Linked DNA regions of Sus scrofa: region 1 is linked to region 2. The links are chromatin contacts, called in public HiChIP or PLAC-seq maps. All regions are on one chromosome and are shown on one strand. Each heading gives the region's core, a stretch centred on a gene start, on an enhancer-like site or on the middle of the called end of the contact. The rest is flanking DNA. Distances are from core to core; before and after follow the strand shown. Region 1 has its middle 38 kb from the start of PXDC1. Region 2 overlaps SLC22A23 (solute carrier family 22 member 23).

Region 1 (2,949 bases), core at 166-2,665, 150 kb before region 2:
ACTCTCAGCCACCTGATCTCAGAGCCGGGGGCCAGGCTTGTGCTGTAGTTTCACCCCAATTACTCAGCAGAGAGAGGGACGCGGGCTGGGCTGACTGGGGAGCACCCAGGGGAGGGGGAGGGGAGCGGGAGGGGCCTGAGAGTCAGCCCCGGAAACTTCTGGACCCCTGCCCAAGGCAGAGCCTGGGCCTCTAAGAGGGAGGGGCTAGAACCCCAGGGAATGTGGCCGAGAGCTCCTGGGTCCTGGGTCCAGTCATCCCTGCCATCGGCTCTGATGCAACGTGGGTGCCTCCCTGATGACGGAGGCCCCCAGGGGCTTGGACTCTGGCCTCACAAGCTGGTTCAAGTCGTGCGAAGCTGTCAGAGGATGGGAGGTGTGTATTGACCTGCGCCAAAGCAGCGTCAGCCTTTGCCTGGATGGCGAATTTCCATCCATTGTGGCTTCCTCAGTGGCCAGGGACCCCGATGTCCGTCTCGCAGACAGTGTCGGGAGTCCACGTGGAAGGAGGTCAATGGCACAGCAGTTGCAGGCCATCCCACGAGGCCTCAGCATCCGCTATGGCCTGACGGCCCCTGGTTCTGGTTCTGTCCCTGGACCCACCCCGGCAGAGGCGTCTCAGGCCTCTCCCAGAGCAGCCATGTGAAGGTGCCCCTCCAAGGCCCCAGGTCAGCCTTGCTCCTTCCTGGGGCCTCCCAGGAGAGACCCCAAACCCTCTCCCTGAAAGCTCCCAAACCTGACGTGAGGTTGAGACACGGCGTCCCGGCTGGCAGGCCGGGTTAGAGCAGCTTTCTGCATGGGGACAGGAACCCTGTCAGGGTAAATGCCATCCTGACATTTGAAGGCAGGCTCTCGGGTAAGTTCTGGTCATTCGAGGGCAAGAAGCCTGCACTTCTGTCTTCCTGCTAAAATGGTGAGAAGCCTTTTGTTCTCTCTTCTCTTAAAAGTAGGGACTAAGCGGAGCTGCCACTGTGGCTCAGCAGGTTAAGAACCCAGCTGGTATCCATGAGGATGTGGGTTCAATCCTGGCCTCAGTGGGTAAGGATCCCCTGGCTGTGGTGTAGCTCGCAGATGCAGCTCGGATCTGGCATGGCTGTGGCTATGGTGTAGACTGGCAATTGTAGCTCCGATTCGACCCCTAGCCTTGGAACCTCTGTGTGCCGCAGGGGCTGCCCTTCAAAAAAAAGTAGGGACGAAGGGGAACTTGCTGGGTATGACCTTGTCTCGAAGGAGGGCTGCTCGCATGGGAAAGAAACATGCGTTTCTGTCCCTGTCACTGTCACTGTTAACCACACTTGGCAAGCGTGTGGGCAGGACTTGGCCAGGGGCTGTCAGATGAACTGTCACCATCCCTGACTTTGGGGAAGGCAGAGCCCAGGGACAGCCGTGCTGACTGGCAAAGGGGAGCGCATGTGGGAAACCCTTGGGCATGCCATGTGCCACGGACACTGTCACTTCCTAACCACAGCTTCCCCGAGACAGTACAGTCTGGACATGGCTGTCATCTCAGCGTCCACGTCACTGCAGGGGGAGGGGCAACAGCAAGGTGACGTTGCCCAAGTGACAGTTACCGCTGGATCGAAGCCCACTCACTGGATGCAGCTAGACCCCCGCTTGGCCCTCCCCCACCCGGGCCCAGGGGCCGGGACCCTCCCGGAGGTCCCGTGAGGCTGGAAAAGCTGGCGCCTCTTCCAGCTCCTCAGAGCCTCGTCCCCTCTGTGGGAGAGGGTCTCCCGCTGGTTTGGTTCAGGTGGGGGGTTCGGGGGATTGGCCCCTGAAGATGGGCGATGCTGGGGTTTCGCACCATCCGCCAGCCTGGTAATGAGCCTGCAGTTTGAGAGAATTTACACCGAGGGAAACCTTTTCCAAAATGCCCTTCTCTGGCCAGTGTTACTCAAAGGGTCAGCTCTGTTTAAAGGAGGAGCCCCTGTGGAGCCCGCCCCCCACCCCTCGCCACGGGAAGACAGACCCTTGTTTCAACGAGACGTGTCCATTCTAGATGAGGGTCTCACCACCAGCAGGACTGGCGCCTGGGGCTGGATCATTCTCTGCTGCGGGGCCTGTTGGTGCCCTGAGCAGGTCTGGCAGCCTCCCCGGCCCATGCCCACGAGATGCCAGTGGCACCTCTTCCCTAAGCTCCGACAATCAGAACTGTCTCCCGGCGCTGGCAGACCTTCGGGGCTGGGGACGGGGGTGGGCGGTGGAAAAGGCCCTCAGCTGAGAATCGCTATTTCGGACGCAAGTCTTGATCCTAACAAATCACACACACACACACACACACACAGAGTCAACAATGAATATTATTCGTGTTACTACATTAGCACAGGAAGGACATGGGTTCTAAAGAAATTTCAGGATTCCAAGCCCAGCCCTCCCACCCCCAACTTTTAGCACCTTGTTAAAACTTAGGGTCCTTCGTGTTGAAGGTGCAGGGTGGAGGCAGGGGGGGTGCACTCCATCGGTGCTCTGGGGCCCAGGAGGAGGGGGCGGTGTGTACTCACTTCCCTTCTGGCCCTTCGCCTCTGCCTTCTTAGAAGGAAACCATTGCGCTAAATCTGTGGTTTTCCCTGTTCCTTCTGCTCTGATCCGTGTGGGCGCTGGACCCACCCCAGTCTGGCAGCCCTGGTGATCCCACTGTCCCTTTGAGCACAGTTCCTGGTTGGCAGCTGAAGTCGCCCTGCTGCTACTTGGTCAAGAGTTCCACTGTTTTCTGACCCTCTGGGTAAGAACCGCTGCAAAGTATCTTTATTTGTTCTCCCAGCTCCAAACTTCCAGAGACTAAGAAGACTCTCCTTCTGTCCAGCTTGCTGGCCAGCCAGCCCGACGGACAGCACCCACCCACTGCCCCAGACCCCCAGTCCCTCCACCTGGTAGGCGCCCACCCCCTCAAGCACACCCTACCCACGGTGGAGAAATATTTGGGCATCTTTCTTTGTCATGAGATGTTTTAGA
Region 2 (2,700 bases), core at 42-2,541:
GAGCCGTGTCCCGTCGCCCGGCAGACCATGTTTTGTTTCTCCATCCACCCTCAGAGGGAATTCGGATCACGTCCCCCCTTTGGCTGCTATGACGCATACGCTGCTGTGCGCACGGGGGTACAGACACCCCTTCTCAGTCTCCGCTTTCGGTGATTCGGGGTCCATACCCAGAAGCGGGATTGCGGGGTCATACGGTAGTTCTGTGTCTTGAGCTTTTTGAGGACCCTCCGTCCCGTTGTCCCCGCACATGCGCGTGTTCCGTCCCCACGAGCAGAGCCGGGCTCCCCTCTCCGCGTCCGTGCCGTCCTCGGGGCTGTGACGGGGTCTCACGGAGTCTGGACGAGCGTGTTCCTGGGGGCGGCGAGCGTCTGCATCCCGCCTGTCGGCTCCGTCCGGCCTCCTTGGTGTCCGTTTGTTTGAAACTTGCCCTCGGGTGGCTGTTCATGCCCGCGGGACCCACTGGGTGAGGAGGGTTGGAGGTGCCAGCACCAGGCGGCGGGCTCAGCAGCCTCCGCGTCTGCCCGGTGGTGGCGAGTCCTCCTCGAGGCGTGCATCCCGGGGCGTCCCGGCGCGAGACGGGTCTCAGTGCGTGTGTCCCTAACCCCCCTTCTCTGTGCCCATCCCGCTCTCAGTTGAAACGCCCTGGGAGTCCGGTTGTGGCCTGTCTGGTCTCTGACCCGTCTCTGTGACACCAAGTTAGTTTCCCTCTTGGCAGTTGTGTGACGGGACTTCCTGGCCTCCTGTCGTCCTGAATGACAGAGACACATGGGTGGGGGCAGCAAACGGGGTGTGGAACTGGCAGATGGTGGAGCCCTGCTTCAGAGGCGCCAGGGGGGCGGAGAGCAGGGCCACCCGAGCCGCGTGGCTCCTCCCTGTGGCCCTCTCCTCACGCAGCTGTGGCTCCTGGCCTTGTCACTGTGGCTGAAACAGGCCCTCCCAGGGACTTTGGATCCTGATAACAAGCCAACTCTGGCCTCTCCCGCACGGCTCTCTTTCCGGGAGTGAGCTGCTCTGCCAGGCCCCCTCCCAGCCCTTCCCCTCCTGCCACCCACAAGGCAGGACAGCGAGACCGACGTGCCCCCGGGCCCAGCTTCAGCGCTGCTTCCCCTGCGGAGCCCTCCCCAGGGCTCCCTCCCGCCTCCGCACACCACTTGTCTGGGCAGCTAGTCCCGTGCCTCCTGCCTCAGACGGTCGGCCCCCCGAGGCCCGCAGGCCGCTCCCTCGTCCTGGCTTCTCCTAGTGTAGCGTTTCTGCATGAGCCCTGCTGAGTGGGCAGACAGGGTGCGTGTATTTTGCACAGCTGTCCTTCTGTTTTCTGTGACTCATCGTTATTCAGTGTCTTCTCCGGGTCAAGAGTCGGACATGTGACTTTGAGTAAGAGCACAGTTCCTAGACTCAAGCTGCTTTTAATCTGGGAACCAGAAAGGGTGAGCCTGGATTTGTGTGTATGGCACACGCATTTAGATGTCTTTTGGATATTTAGAGGAAGCCAGCCCGGCCTGTGGAGTTCAGTCTTTGAAGCGGTTAAGATCTGTGGCCAGGGCAGGGCGTGGGAGCAGGGAAGACGACCCATCTGAGCCCGAGTCCCCTTCCTCATGTGGCTTGGTTGGGGGACGGTCCTGTGCCACCCCGGGCGCCCAGCCTGCCTTGACCTCAGAGTGCTGTCTGGATAATTATTAGCGCAGACTTCCTGAGGAGGCCGGAGCAAGTCCTCCAGCTGGTGTTTGCACTGGGGGGGGGTTACTGGGCTTTTGGCCTTTGCTTAAGGCGAGGGAGGGTTTGTTTGGTGTAAACAATGATAAATATTCCCCGGCCCCTAAATGCCGCTGGACCTTAGGGACTCGGGGCGTGTGATGTGGCCTGCAGCGCTCGCCCGCCTCTGGCTTTGTGTGCCTTTTGGTTGTGTCCTCCCCAGGCAGTGCGGCTGGGGTGACTGCTTGAAGACGGTGTGTTCGGGCTGCTGCAGCCCCAGGCCGACCACGGGGCTGGGAAGCAAAAAGCCTGGGCCTGTGCATGTCCTCGCGTCAATGACCAAAAGCCTTGAAGGTGCCTTTTTCCCATCTTAGAAATGGGCACAAGGCCCAGTGTCCTTAATTACAGGATCCGCGAGGGCTTACGGGGCAGTGCGTCTGGAAGGGCTCTGAAGGGCCCGGGTGTCACCGGCCCCGACTGTGATGGCTGCTGCCGTCACACCCCAGGCGGCCAAGCCGGGCTGGGCTCACCGCTGGGCCGGCGAGGACAAGAAAACACGGTTACAGCAAAGCTCCAGACCCGGGAAGCAGTGTCCTACGTGGAGGGGAGGGGGTCCTGGCCGCGGGTTCGGTTCTGAAATACACCCTCCGCCGCTGCTGCTGAAGCCTGGCCAGTGCCGCGGAGGCGCGGCTGCAGGGCCGTGCGTGGCGCCTGTGTTTTCGGAAGCGGACGAGGAAGTGGGCGACTGCCAGGTCCTCGTCTCCGTGGATTCCCTTGCTGGGCAGGCGCTGCTGACGCCAGGCCCGGTCTGGCTGGATTGGAGGCCCTGCTTGGCGATCCAGCCCCGTCAGCTGTTGGGCAGCTGACCGGTTCCTCCTGGATGTTCTGGGCGCCCGCAGGCCGCTCCCCAGGAGTGCGTGTGCCTGGTTTCTCGTGATCGTGGGAACTAGGGTTACCCATCTTCACCCCCACCTGCAGGCTCAGCCGCCAAGCGTTGTTAGAATGTCC

The links. HiChIP or PLAC-seq counts read pairs in DNA pulled down with a chosen protein or histone mark.
Region 1: a contact with region 2 is called in an H3K27ac HiChIP or PLAC-seq map of alveolar macrophages. The contact joins two enhancer-like sites. A contact is called at or near these places in 2 of 47 Hi-C or Micro-C datasets (epiblast stem cells and fetal liver) and 1 of 2 datasets of contacts at active chromatin or transcription factors (alveolar macrophages).

The regions. Positions count from the first base shown.
Region 1 is chr7:2,209,342-2,212,290 of Sscrofa11.1, reverse strand. No RefSeq gene overlaps it. Among named protein-coding and RNA genes, the nearest start is that of PXDC1, 38 kb to the left of the region's middle. Within about 2 kb of position 1,415, at least 3 of the 83 cell types and tissues checked have an H3K27ac peak or open chromatin away from gene starts, as enhancers often do. A contact at or near this core is called in alveolar macrophages, where this site is marked.
Region 2 is chr7:2,056,027-2,058,726 of Sscrofa11.1, reverse strand. The region is part of intron 3 of SLC22A23 (solute carrier family 22 member 23); the gene reads left to right. Among named protein-coding and RNA genes, the nearest start is that of SLC22A23, 74 kb to the left of the region's middle. Within about 2 kb of position 1,291, at least 48 of the 83 cell types and tissues checked have an H3K27ac peak or open chromatin away from gene starts, as enhancers often do. A contact at or near this core is called in alveolar macrophages, where this site is marked.